Linked DNA regions of Rattus norvegicus: regions 1 and 2 are each linked to region 3. A link is a contact called in public Hi-C data. All regions are on one chromosome and are shown on one strand. Each heading gives the region's core, a stretch centred on a gene start, on an enhancer-like site or on the middle of the called end of the contact. The rest is flanking DNA. Distances are from core to core; before and after follow the strand shown.

Region 1 (4,537 bases), core at 470-2,969, 180 kb after region 3:
TGTCTTCCTGCCAGAGATGTGGAAAGAGAATCAAGGCCTCCACTATCTCCTTGAGCTGGGTATTTGTGGGGGTTGCCTTGAGCCATGCAACCCGAGCAGACTCCTTGTCTTCTGCCTGCCAGCAAGAGTCCCTCTTCTGGTCGTGACAACCAACGACTGTCTAGACATTGTCAGTGTCTCCAGGGTTGAAAGACTAGAATCACCCTTGGTAAGAATGAACTACTGTTGTTTTTGAGGTATCAGAATTTGAGAGTGATAGTGAGGTCATGCCTATGAGAAAACAGGGCAAGGACAACTGTGCCGACAAGGACGTGTGAGTTGAGCCCCATCAGCAATCATTACTCTAACGGTAGTAAGTATCTGCACCTGTGGCCCAGTAGAGCGTGGTAGGGACAGTTTTAGCTTGTCAGCCAGGGCTCTGGATGGAGAGGCCATACCAGGGTGACAGGAGGAGGCAAGGCAGCATCAGAGATGCCATGAAGAGAGAAGAACGGAACCAACCTTCGGCTGATGTTGCTGACAATCTTGGGAGGGAGGGGGTTGTGAGAGGATTTGACCCCACTTCTGTGGGACTGGTCAAATGGAGAAGAGAACAGGGGATTCGGCCACTAGGAAATGCTATCACAGTTAGGAAGCAGAACAATAAATCAGTAGAGTGAGGATGGGAGGATAGCTCAGCAGTTAAGAGAAGGCGCTGCTCTTGCAGAGGACTTGAGTTCGATTCTCTGCACCACGTTGGGAATTTCACAACTGCTGTAACTGCAGTTCCAGAGATCCAACACCTCTCAGAAGGCACCTGCACGCCTGTACACAGACGTACCACTCCCCAACACAAACAACTCTTAAACCAAAGTAAACCTTTACATCAACAGGAGGAAACACAGGCAAATCCAGCTCTTCTCAGAGATCTATTTAACAATATACATAACAGCTTATTGGTTATAGATGTTAAGACGGGACTTTCAAAGCTAGGCTGCATTTCCTTGCACTCTCGTGAAACCAGTCATATTTACCTACCTTTCCCTTCTTCCTCGATAGAAGCAGAAAGGAAGGGTAAAAAGGATGAGAGAGTGTAGTTTCTGAAGTCTCTGAGGTTAGTTATTACTCCACAACCTAAGTCATGTTATTCTTGCATTTCGGTTTGGAAGGGGCCAGCATTCCACCTGTTTCTGTACAGTGTGCCCTACAGGCTGGCTATGTCTACCCGAACAAAAGGTGTTAAGGTTCCTGGGAAAACAATAGATACGAAATCTTTTCTAAGCATCTGTATAGCAGTGTCTCTGAAAACAATACCAACATACATTCCGGAGTTGGTTCGCATGCAACTGTCCCTTTTATACAGGATCATAAATGTTAAAACCAAAAGTGATATCAGATGATATCTGCCCCACCAAACATCTGCTTTAATAAGAACTGTGGCCTCTGTGCAGGGGACACGGTTCAATCTCAACTTTAATTGTGCAAGCATCTAAACACCAGGGACTTGGAGTGTGAATTTAACATGAATCAAGAAAGACTCTCTAAGCTCCCTGTTTCCACTGCTGACGTAAGTAACTGACCTGACTCTTTTACCAGCTTAGGAAGTGCACAGCTCACCCAGCGACTTCAGGTGTTTCAATGGAAATGAACCAGTTGCCACTCGGAAAAATTGTTGAACGGTGCTCAGAGAGCCCTGCACCTCTGTCTAGCTGGTGCCACTCCAGCTCTCTTATCGGGTTGCAATCAGGCTGCTTTTGGACCAGCTCAACTTTCATGTGCTTTTTTTAAGGTCATGGAAGCTGAAGGTTGGAAAAGCAAATAGAAAAGAGGGGAAAAAAACCAGACCATGTTTTCTTCAGCTTAGCGATAAGCAGGAAACCCAAAGAATGCTCTCTTTAACAGTGAGATCTCTGTAATAATACTGAATAGAAATGCAACAGAGTGACGTGGGCAGGGGTTCTGGCAGACATCCAGAAGGTTCTGCCTCATTCTCCCTGCCTTCCTTTCCTTGTCTGTGCACTGGGGAGGTGGGCAGTGACAATATGCTGTTTTTATATATTTAAAAAAACTTTACAAACACATAGGTTATCTCTGAAAGATGCATCCTTTCAAGACAAAGGCGTATCATATATTATAACATATATATCATATATATCATGTATCATATATAACATATATATATACACATATATAAACTTATTCACTTTACAGTACATTCCACTCACTGTCCCCCTCCCAATCACCATCTCCCACAATCCTTCTTCCATTCCCCCTTCTCTTCTGAGCAGGTAGGGCCTCCCTGGGTAACCCCAACCCTGACAATTCAAGTCTCTGCAAGGCTAGGTGCACCCTCTCCCACCGAGGCCAGACAAGGCAGTCCAGCTGGATGAACACAACCCACATACAGGCCACATCTTGAGAGGCAGGCGGGAAACTAGCATACGCAGCCACATTAAACCCTCCGCTGCGATTCCAAGCTCACTGCCATCCCAGTCCTGCATATGACCTTGCATACTTGACCTTACTTGTCTTCAGCCAACGTGCTCTTTAACGCTGGCAGTCAATGAAGTTTAGGGAAAGTTGCAGGTCTTTACTGGGCACTGTTTCTTTTGTCTGTCAAAGGCACAGGAGGAAGTAAGTCACCTGTGAGGCCTTCTGCCAGAGCATTCAGTAGTCAAAATGAATGAGTTGTATGTGTTAACCCACTATTCTACTCCCTTCAAATAAAGTCTCTATTCTGCTAGGAGTAAAAAATGCATAGGGGAAGACAGTGAAACAGTGTGGGTGGAGGTAGGGACTTATGAAGACTGCTGAGGGCCTTGTCTGAATTGGCGTCCTGATAGTGAAAAGACAGGTGTGGCTGGCCACAGACCCTCTCTGACCCTGTAGGTCCTACAGAGCTAGCTGATCCTTAGATGAGGGCATGAAGCACAGGGCAGCCATGGGTTCTGTCATTAGACATTCCCAAGTGGCTCAAAAAACCGCATTTGAATTTGAATGCTTGGATACATGTTAAACAATCAAAAAAAAAAAAGCATCCGGAAGTATACATATCCTGGGGGAAATGCCTATCTATTAGTTCTAAGAACACGTTTCCACAGATTGTTTCTGAAATGTTAGCAGGCAGTTTGCGAAGTAGAAGTTGTTCTGAGAGGACAAAGTGGGAAAGAGACCCATTGTTTGCTGCAGTTAGAAAGAGAATCGCATCAGTTTCATTTTCTAAGGTTTGTGAACACACGTGGTGCTGGCTGTCGTATGAGCTGTGGTATGAGGTGTGTGAACTCTCCAACCAGTAAGTCATGGGCATACCCTTGGCTGCTTCTAAGTCACGCTTGCTCTGTGGAAGAACACGCTCCCCTAGGGAAGGGTTGTGTGTGGCAGATGGATAGGCCCCGATCTTGAGCCTGGCTCCATATTTAAAGTGAAGCTCTGTAGCACTGAGCGTTTTAGTCCTGGATCCTGTTTTTCCCAGCAAAGCACGTAGACAATGCTCACTTTGTTGTTGCATTACAGGACGGATCCAGATAAGAGGAGGGATAGCATTTGTTGAGATTCCATCTCACTCAGTCAGAATGACTGACATCAAGAAAAGAAATTATGACTAGAATGTGGGGAGAGAGGAACCTCTATTCACTGCAGATGGGACTATAAACTGATGTAGCCGCTATGGAAATCAGTGTGTAGTTTTGTTAGAAAGGCTAAAAATAGAAATACCATAAGATTCACCTCCACCACTGGACATATATGTTAAACCTAAAGATGGGAGGAGAAAGACCACTGACCCAAATCATTATGGCCAAATTCATTAAGATAAGCAAATAATTAAAGCAAGCTTTTTTGTTTGTCTACACGAGCTGCCTCCCCCTACGGTGGGGTTCCAGAGATCAGCGTTGGGTCTGAGGAAGACAAGGATTTATGGCTCAGGGGTAGGGGGTTTCCAAATGGGGGATTTGACTGGCAAAATGGATGGGTTAACAGGAGCAGAACACAACCAGTGGTCAAACAAGGTAATCATAACAGGTAGTCATCACAAGGTCGTCCTAGGTGTTCAAATGACCTTTTGAAACAAAGGTAGAGTTGCAAGACGATTATAAACAGCTTTTTGAAACAAAAGCATGATTGTTATTCCTAGAGTAGGTGGTACAGACTCATTTGTAGTTAAGGCTGGGGCGGGGGTGGGGAAACAGAGGTTTAATCATAAACAGGAATAAACCTGTTAGTCTTTTGTGTAAATGGCTTTTAAGCCTAACCTGGAAGCAGGCTGGTTCTTCAGTACCCAAAGGACTCCACCAAAAAGATATCTGCACACCCATGCTTGTGGCTATCCTGTTCATCCACACTAGCCCGGGAGTAGAACTGGCTTGGATGGATACGAAGGATGTGCTGCGTACTCACGTGGAATTCTGACCAACCATAAAGAAAAGTAAAATTGTGACATCCATAAGAAAATGGATGCGACTGAAAATAACTACGCTGAGCAAAATAAAGAAAAACATTTATTGGAAAGATAAATATAATGTGTTCTCTTATAGGAGGGACCTAGGTTTAAAAGTGAGTG
Region 2 (4,531 bases), core at 436-2,935, 240 kb after region 3:
GCTGCACTGTGCTGGCACGAAGACGCAGACTGTTGGCCAAGTATAGGATGGAGCAACGCTGTCCTCAAGGCCAGGATCAATGAAATCACAGAGGACTCTGTTCTGGAACTTTCCAGCTCAGAGCGGGCAAAGCCACGCGTGCTGTCAGTGTGTGGCAAAGGCTGTATTGTTGGGGTCGATACTTGTGAGAGGTCCTTAGGTCACTGTCTTGTGGGGCAGTGGTTCCCCTTTACTCTTCTGCTTCCCGATGTGATGTGAGTTGGTTTGCCCCTCCACATGCCCCCCACCATAGTGTTTTGCCTCATTGTACACATATAGCAAAGGGTCCTATGGACACAGACCTTTAAAACGGTGGCAGTAAACCAACGTCATGCGTTGGTTTCCTTTGATGTTTTGTGACTGACAGAAAGTTAACACAGGAACCTGTAAGGAAAGATGGACTCTGGAAAACTCCAGAGCAGCACAGCTGATTGTCGGCCCGAGGATTTGGGGCCAATATTTACAGGGTGTCTGGATGCAGGGTTCGTTTTTAAATATCAAGAGGCAAGGTCATGAAGGACTAGCATTAAACTATAGGATTTCCTCATCTATATTTTCCCACATCCCATAATGTGGGTCATGTTGGACATTCAGTTTCCTCCCCCCCATTTAGTAACACGGCCTCCAGTAACGTTCCCTGTAGTTAGCTCCTGGTTTTGCCAGGGAAGGGTGTGGTGCTGGCATTGACTGAGTTCAGGTGAGGACCCTCTACTCTAATCATCACTGAGGTGTTGATGGATGGGGAAGCTCCCATCCTCCAACTGGAAATCAGAAAGATTGGGATATCATGATCCCTTCTGAGCACACACCTAAAATGACTGGCAGACTCGCGAATCTCACCTCTCAAAAGTTCCATTTTCTAATACTACCAGCCCCAAGACCTTGGCAGCCAGTCACAGCCGACCCCTGGGGGATGTTAGCCCTCAAACCACAGCTTCTGGTGACTTTCCTAAGCCAGAAATTAAAGACGTTGGTATAGTTTTTATCATTTTGTTCCAACCAAGTAGTCAGAAAAATACTTGTTCGTTTTATTAGATGCCATTTCTTTACTGGGATTTTTTTTTTTAATTCTGCATCTACATCTGTACATTTTTAGAATTTGAACTATCTTTAGATACAATAGATACAGTATTAATTCCAGTGCTTGGGTATCAGGAAGGTAGATTAGTGCGGCTCTGAGTTTGGTTTGCATAGTGAGTTCTAGGGTAGTCAGGGCTGTATAGTGAGACTCTGTCTCGATATAGATAAATAAATAAATAAATAAATAAATAAATAAGGGAACTATCTTTTAAAATTACATGGGTAAAATACTTTATACAATTTGAGAAAGCTTGGAGACTAATCCTTTTAAAGTTTTAGTCTCAACCTTTAGAGGTAACTGCATATGGTATGATATTATATATGATAGATTAATTTCTGGGCATAATCAGACCTTTGTACTGGCCAGTTTTATGTCAACTTGACACAAGCTAGGGTTATCAGAGAGGCAGGTGCCTCAGTTGAGAAAACACCTCTGTAAGATCCAGCTGTAAGGCAACTTAATCAGTAACCAATGGGGGACGGCCCAGCCCATTTGTGGGCGGTGCCACCTGGACCGTGTGGTTCTGGGTTCTATAAGAGAGCAAGCTGAGCAAGTCAGCCACCAGTAGCAAGCCAGCAAGCAGCACTCCTCCATGGCCTCTGCATCAGCTCCTGCTTCCAGGATCGTTCCCTGGGTGAGTTTTGATGATGATCTGTTGTATGGAACAGTGAGTGAAATTAACTCCTTCTTCCCAGGTTGCTTTTGGTCATGGCATTTCATCACAGCAATAGTGACCTTCACTATGGTAGGTATATATTTAGTATACCATGCCTCTGGGTATTTTAAGCTGTGGTTGGAACATACACAGTTACATGGCTCTTGTAATATGACTTAAAAATGTAACTTGAGTTAATCATCCTCCATGATTCACAGTTATGCATAACGTTTCTTTTATAAAGTCATTGTGTTGGGCGTACCTCCTCCATACCTGCTGGGGGCTATGGCACTGAGGAGGAGGGGTGGGTCTTACCCCGGAAGCTTTCCTGCCTCTTAGGGAGCAGCAGGCAGTAAACAAGAATTGCATGTCCAGATCTCAGTGAGTGCTCTAAGGATAGGAAGCTGGGTGCGGTAGTGTAGAGCGAGGAGGGGAGGTGCCAGGGCTTCTGGGAGGTCAGTAGGGGACACTCCTTCTTTCCCTGGGTGATGGGAGAGGACTCCCTGAGCAAGTAAGTTCTAACCCAAAACCCAAATGGCACATAGGACTGGAGGAGAGGTCAGGGAAGGATGCTCCTGAGGGGGTCCAGACCTGGTGAATAGGAGGAACAGAAGGACCCCATGGTGGCTGAAAGGAGAGTGAGATGTTGGAAGGGGAATGGGATTGCTCAGGAACATGGGAGAGAAAGTAGAGGGTGTTTATAAGAATTGACCCCACTTTTACGTGCACAGTGACAGGGTCTGACGGATATTTTTGGATGGTGACTGTGTCTGCCCTGTGGAAAGTGTGTGGGGAGCAAGGATGGAGGCAAGAGGATGCTTCGCTGACTAATAGCTGTGCAGGCGAGAGGTGGCCAACTGGGGCTAGCAGCAGGGATAGTGGGCAGTGTCTCCTTTGAGAGCTGAGGAAGCTGTAGCCGCCAGACATGCAGAGGAGGCGAAGGCTGCCGTGCAGGAAGGGCTGAATCAAGGTCTGCCCTCGGAGATTTGCTGCCTCTGCTTTGGGGGGAGGCTGAGACGGGATCCTCGTTGGTTGAACTGTGCTCACTAAGGTGATCCTCCTGTTCTGCCCTCCCGGATACCGAGGGTAGAGGCATGAAGCACCATACCTGGCTTACGGTTTCTGGGAGCCATTTTTGGGACGTGTCTGTACTGTTTTCGATAGACCGAAGATTAAGGAAGAATAAGTCAGGGGGGCTGTGAATCAAGAATCTGTTTTGCGTGTGAGCTGAAAATGTCTGAGACGTGCAAGAAACAAATTGTGCTTACATCTGGAGACAGAACTGGTGGGAGCTATATAAAACGTTTGGTGGGGAGGGACCAGAATCAGTTTTAAATGAATGTAGGTTTTACTTAAATTAGCATTAAGTTCTTAAATTTTTAAGAGTGAAGCAAGAGATGGACCAGAATGCTTATGGAGGTCGGACCTTCAGTGGGCCTTAGTGACAGTCACTCTGGTCTTCACTGAACATCTTCTTTGCAGTCTTGTCTAGTATCTCTTGCAGAACAGTTTCTAGAAGTATGTGGGGCTTGTTGTGGTTGTGTTTTGTTCTGTTTTGTTTTGAGACAAGGTCTGTTTACACAGTCCTGGATATCCGAGAACTAGGATATTGGCCTCCTCAAACTCACAAATATTCTCTTGCCTCTTTGCCTCTTTACTGCTCTGACTAAAGCACGTCTGGTGCTGACTGAGCAGACGGCGAATGCTCAATAAATGCTTATCAGATTTTTGAGGTTGGTCTGTCATTGTCACCACCACCACCATCATCACCATCAACACCACCACCATCATCATCACCACCATCAACATCAAATAAAATTACATCATAACATGACTCAGACCTTGGAGTCATGCTCAGAAGCTTTGTTCTGGCTTTGTCCTTTACAGGTCACGAGACTCTGGGCAAGTCACTCAGCTCCTTTGTTTCCTCATTGGTGTCATATGAAGGGCACCCAGCCCCTCATTGCCCCCAAGCACTGCGATGGCACCAGAGATGGTCATACAGTCACCCAGTGACTGTTGGCCTCATTCTTTCTTTTTTTTTTTTTCTTTTTTTTTTTTTTTGGTTCTTTTTTTTTTTTTTTTTCGGAGCTGGGGACCGAACCCAGGGCCTTGCGCTTCCTAGGTAAGCGCTCTACCACTGAGCTAAATCCCCAGCCCCGGCCTCATTCTTTCTAACCCTAGCTAAACCATCATGGAACTGTATCTCACACCACGCTCACCACTCCCTGTCCATCGATGTTTTCGCGTTTGAACTGTGTGTCTTTACCGCTGTTGAAGGCAGCCATCTTGCTTTGGTAGCTTTTTAATTTTTGTTTGTCCCCCTCCGTGTTTTTGCCTATTAAAGCTGTCATATTTGTTGCATGGCCTTTTCCTTAAGGGGAAAATGATTGTATCCACCTTGCTGAGCAAGATAGTTCCGTGAGCTATTTCTGCCTTCCAATAGTATGCCTTAAAGGGATGGGCACACGGGAGTCAGATTTGGAGGGTATGAGCTGGGATCTGTTGCACAAGTTGACATTTGTTAGAGACAGGAAAAAAGGAGAAGATTTGGGAGAATAAGAAAAGGATATCGTGGGTGGAGCAATGGCAGAGCCCTGCACATTTACTGGACTTGAGCCACAGGCCGTGGAGGAAGGGGTAGAACAAACATGGGGTTCAGGGGTGCAGCTGGCAGGAAATGGCAAAGAACTTGTGCCTTGTTCAGATTGGGACTCCCGCAGGCCAGGGAGAGCCATGAACGATTTTAGCATAGT
Region 3 (4,665 bases), core at 957-3,456:
TAGATTAATATAAACCCACAACTAGACATGGAAGCAACTGCTGTGTATTACAGTAGTAAAAACAAACCAGAAGCAGCAGCAAAACGCTGCTCTCTGCGTTTAGTACAATTCATCTGTGTCCTTACAGGGATTTGGAAGAATTTTTCTCAGACTAAGGATTGTCAATCCAATTCGCATAAGAATGGTAAGTGTTTGTGATAACATAGGTGCTAGTGAAATGGAACCGTCAGTAAAATGCTTGCGGACCTGAGTTCAAGCTTCAGAAACATGGTTTTAAAAGAGCTGGGCCTTGTCATTCCCATGTTGGGGATGAGACATGCAGATGCTAGGAGCTCACTGGCCAGCCTAGCCTATCTGATGAGCTCCATGTTGGTAAGAGATCTTATCTCAGTCAATCAGTTAATAGCATACGTAAGGTGGATCTCTGGCCCCGTGCCAGTGAGCGTGTGCGTGCGAGAACACACACGCATGTGCACACGCACACACACACACACACACACACACACACACACACTGGTTTTATGTAGACTACTCTGCTCTTAAAATCAATCTTAATCATTTGTTTTGACGTTTAATTAGGTATAACTAAAGTTGTGGTGGGAACTTATGGTAATATGACACAGATGCAATGCGTCATTTTCTGCAGCCACTCTCTTGGTCATGGAAGCCTGCTTGGGATTGAGCTGTTTCACACGTCGGTGTGTGCCGATGTCATCTAGAGATTAAGTGGGCTTTTCCCCCTACCATTGTTTACATCGCCAACGTCTTTCTCGTAAAATCCTTCAGGCATCTGCTATATGAGAAAGGAATCAGTTTGACAGTGTATTCCTAATATTTCATTTGAGTTATATTCATGTGAGACATTGATTGGAAACGTGGGACCACGGTCAATGGCAGTGACCAGAGGCAGGCCTACATATGCACAGATTAAAGCCTGTGTTTTTATTTGACTGCGCAGTCAGTTCGATGGGCCACTAATAGCTGACCCTTAATCGTTAGCATGATTCAGAAAAAAAAAAGCATCATTTTTCAAATTGGGTGTTAATTCCAAATTACTTAACAGTTTTTAGTTGCTAGTGTTCATGGGATGATAGGCTCTTTGCTCTCAAGTTAGACAAAAGAAAAATATCTTGTTCCTGTGAGACCATTCTAGGAAGTTCACGGACATGAATCAGGGGTGGGGTGGGGCTTTGAAAATGATCACAATGGAAATAGCTTCGATTGTCATTACCAGCTGGTCAGCTATCCCTGATTGATGGTTGATCCATTGGTTATCCCGAATTATCATTTGATTAGTCAGCTATTCCTGATTGTCTATTGTTTAGCCTGATTCCCAGTCAGCTTCAGGAGCTGAGTGTCAAAAACATAGGCTTCAAATACGTTCATCTTTTACCCTTGTCTTTTAGCTGCTGTGACAAGTAGCTGGGGGTGGGGATGGTCAATATGAGGGAGTGTGGGTTGTTTTGGCCTATGTTTTCAGTTCCTGGTGGGCCCCCTTCAGTGTTTCTGGGTCCGTGACTGGTATAGCTTCTTGACAGAAGGGTATGGTAGAACAGGATTGGCACAGCATGGCAGTCAGGCTGAGGATGAGGGACTCCTCCTAATTTCAGTCCCTCGGGGCTCCCAGCCTACATACAGTGCTACACACACTTAGTTTTCCCCATTAGTCAATCCTATCTGAAAACGCCTTCACAGAAGTAAAACAAAATGCTTTACTGGTCTCCTCGGCAATTCATCCTAATCAAGAGAGCCATCAAGGCTAGCCATCCCCATGAGCCTCTGAGAGCTCCTTGCATGAAGACTGGCTCGTCATTGACTTCATGGTCTCTCACAAAGTGGAGTCGAGTTCTCCACTGCCACAGAGGTGACCAAAAATGAGAGTGAAGTTTGGAGAAACAAATGCTTGTCTCCCTAAGTTTGGATTAGACTTGCCTTTGGGCAAAATTCCCTCATTAGCTTCAAATAAATGTTTTTCCACGCTGAGCAAAAAAGATTTTATACAAATCCCATTTCCCAGAACTCCCGTTGAAGAAATGGAAACTCCCTTTTGCGATGTTACAAAACAACTTCCCCAACTAAACCTGCTTTCTCCTTATTTCCCAAGTTCACTCTGCGTCTGCTAGGTGGCGCTGCAGGCTAATGCATGGGTCCCTTAGCGCCTCGCCGGAGTCTGTGAGGCTAACCCTGAGAGAAGGAAGCTGCTGCCACTGTTTCGGTCCAGGAAGGATATCAGCACTGTGAGAGGGAGGAGACATACTCTTGCCAAGACTTGACTTCTGTCAACTTAAGAATCGCTCCTCTTCTTCCGGATGGATCGTAGCTGGCATTGAAGGGGCTTCTGGATCACGTGCTTTGTAATTCTTTAGGGAAATTCTGGGGGGTCCAAGCTTGGTGAGAAAAGCTGTGGTTTTCTTTGTCCGAATTTCCAAAAGGTGTTCAGTAACTTTGGAAGAAAGATTCAAGAATGAAAGGAAGTCATCATAATTCAAAGGTTTGGGGAGGGAGAACCTCGTTGTGCCCTGCTTAAGTGATTCTGAACTGTGTAAAACAGTGGCTTTCAGACTATAATTTGCCCTGATTGGTTGTATTTTATAAAGAGCATTCTGCACCATTTTGAGAGCACTTGTCTCTGCCTCTCCTTGTGCACATAGGTACCACAACTTGTCCACTACTGCCTACAAAAGACAGACTGATAAACTTAGGTTTTAAAGTAAGAAGAGAGACCACTTACAAACTTAACGTAGTGGATTGGCACATGGGTACACTCAAACCACCTCAGAAAACTTGGTCCCAAGAGCTTATCAGACACAGCAGACAATGGAAGCATGCAACACCTTCCCCTGGATCCCACAAATGGACACCTGACTCTGGTCTCCTACTTCTCACTCAACCCTGTAGCCCAGGCTCAGCCCTACAGCAGTCGTGTAAGCTCTGCACAGGGTTCTTTAACATTTCTTCTAACAACCAGCAGTGACTCTCTTTGTATCTGTCTCCAGTAGGGTTTCTTTGAACTGCAGAACCCTGACTTGGCCTTTTGGACTCCTTTGTTGCCATTCTGTTCTCTGCATATATACGGATAGATACAATTGCTAACACTGTGTAAGGTGTGATCAAGAGTTAATATTAGTGATTAAGACTGGAATAAAGTCATTCATGTTTGCCCATGGGCAGCCACCAAAGGACATCAGGACTATTTGGCAAACTGCACCCAACTACAACAGCACGACCTATGAATTTATGGTCACTCAATAAACTGTGACACTGCAAAAAGACATGAACCTGTCTGTCTGTGTTTCTGACTTAGTGTTCTCAAGTGTACCAAGGCCCAATCTTCTGAACAAGGTCTGAGTTGGGAGGTGGAGGGTGCAGGGTGGAGGTTGGAGGGTGGAGGTTGGAGGGTGGAGGGTGGAGAGTAGAGGGTAGAGGGCAGAGATTCCAACTTTGGTCTTTTCCTAAGCAACTGATGCTACCCTGCTGCAGCAGGACGAGGGACACCCTTTCTTACCCTCTGCAGCTTTCAGAGCCCGCTACTGTTGGCTTCTGGTAAAGCATAGAGGTATAGGTCCCAGGAGCCCTGTGTGGTCTGGAGGACCCTAGGGTACCTAGTGACTTAAAAGAACTCCTTTCCCACATTGATGAGGCCTGAGATTACTGACCTTTATGGATTAAAGACTTCTTTAAATATATATTATGAAATATACAATATAAATATAATAAATGTAAAACGAGAAGGTTTAACTGGAGAAGCTGGAGAAAGAATCTATGGCCAGATGGCAGTGGTCAGGAAAAAACATGGGAGAAACAGGGTTTTGGTGAGGCTAGGGAGGCAGGGTGCTCACTCAAGAGGAGACCACAAAGACATTTGTTGCCTAGGCAGCAGGGTGCCCCAAAATGCTTGTGTGTCGTCTGTGCATGTGTCCAGGGGTTCGTGCTCAGGCCTTTTCCTGCCCCCTTTCACTCACCCTTCCGGTCACACCTGGGGAAGTCATGAGGTCTATGGGTTGGATTTGAAAACTCAGAACTGAGGAGTAGCCTTAGGCAAAAGGAAGCTCAGCATACATTTCAGGACAGAGACTTCCTTAAGACACAAAGGTCCCCACCCAGAGGCAGAATGCACACTCCTGCCCACTGTAGAGCAGAGAAAATAGACCAGGAGACACAGGAGGAAGGAAACTCTGCACAGCAGTGTATCAAAGGTCAAAGCAAGGAGGAGGATAAAGGTTGGGGAAAACTTACCAACAGGAGCGCGCGCGCACACACACATACACACAAACACACACAAACACACACACACAAACACGCGCACACACACACACATACACATACACACAAACACACACGAACACGCACACACACACATAACACATACACACACACACACACACAGCACACACAGAGAGAGAGAGAGAGAGAGATTGATTTGTTGCCACAAGAAAATAAAAAGAAATACTAAAGTCCAAAAGTAGAAGCCAGGAAAATGAACGTAAAAATGGATGTGTGTGGGTTTCTGTGAGTCAGTGTGTGCCTTTCTTCTGACACTGTCCTCAAGATCCTACTTTCAGTCAGGCTAGTCACTGCTGCATGTAATATCCATCCCAGCAATCTATCTGTTTCAACCTCAGGGACCTACTGCCCTCCCCACATTCATCTCTGCCACAGCAGTGA

What was found. A called contact is a pair of places that touch in the nucleus more often than the background predicts.
Region 1: a contact with region 3 is called in a Hi-C map of mammary epithelial cells, with 2.0 times the contacts expected there. The contact joins two enhancer-like sites. A contact is called at or near these places in 5 of 12 Hi-C or Micro-C datasets (kidney, liver, mammary epithelial cells and 1 more).
Region 2: a Hi-C map of kidney shows a contact between it and region 3, with 4 times the contacts expected there. The contact joins the promoter of Lifr here to the enhancer-like site in region 3. A contact is called at or near these places in 9 of 12 Hi-C or Micro-C datasets (the Rat2 cell line, Schwann cells, frontal cortex and 5 more) and 1 of 1 datasets of contacts at active chromatin or transcription factors (oligodendrocytes).

The regions. Positions count from the first base shown.
Region 1 is chr2:57,898,237-57,902,773 of GRCr8, forward strand. No RefSeq gene overlaps it. Among named protein-coding and RNA genes, the nearest start is that of Lifr, 63 kb to the right of the region's middle. Within about 2 kb of position 1,720, at least 4 of the 93 cell types and tissues checked have an H3K27ac peak or open chromatin away from gene starts, as enhancers often do.
Region 2 is chr2:57,961,704-57,966,234 of GRCr8, forward strand. It overlaps Lifr (LIF receptor subunit alpha), which reads left to right and starts at 1,686. Exons shown (of 20, transcript NM_031048.1): 1 at 1,686-1,754.
Region 3 is chr2:57,719,660-57,724,324 of GRCr8, forward strand. No RefSeq gene overlaps it. Among named protein-coding and RNA genes, the nearest start is that of Osmr, 33 kb to the left of the region's middle. Within about 2 kb of position 2,207, at least 28 of the 93 cell types and tissues checked have an H3K27ac peak or open chromatin away from gene starts, as enhancers often do. A contact at or near this core is called in kidney, where this site is marked.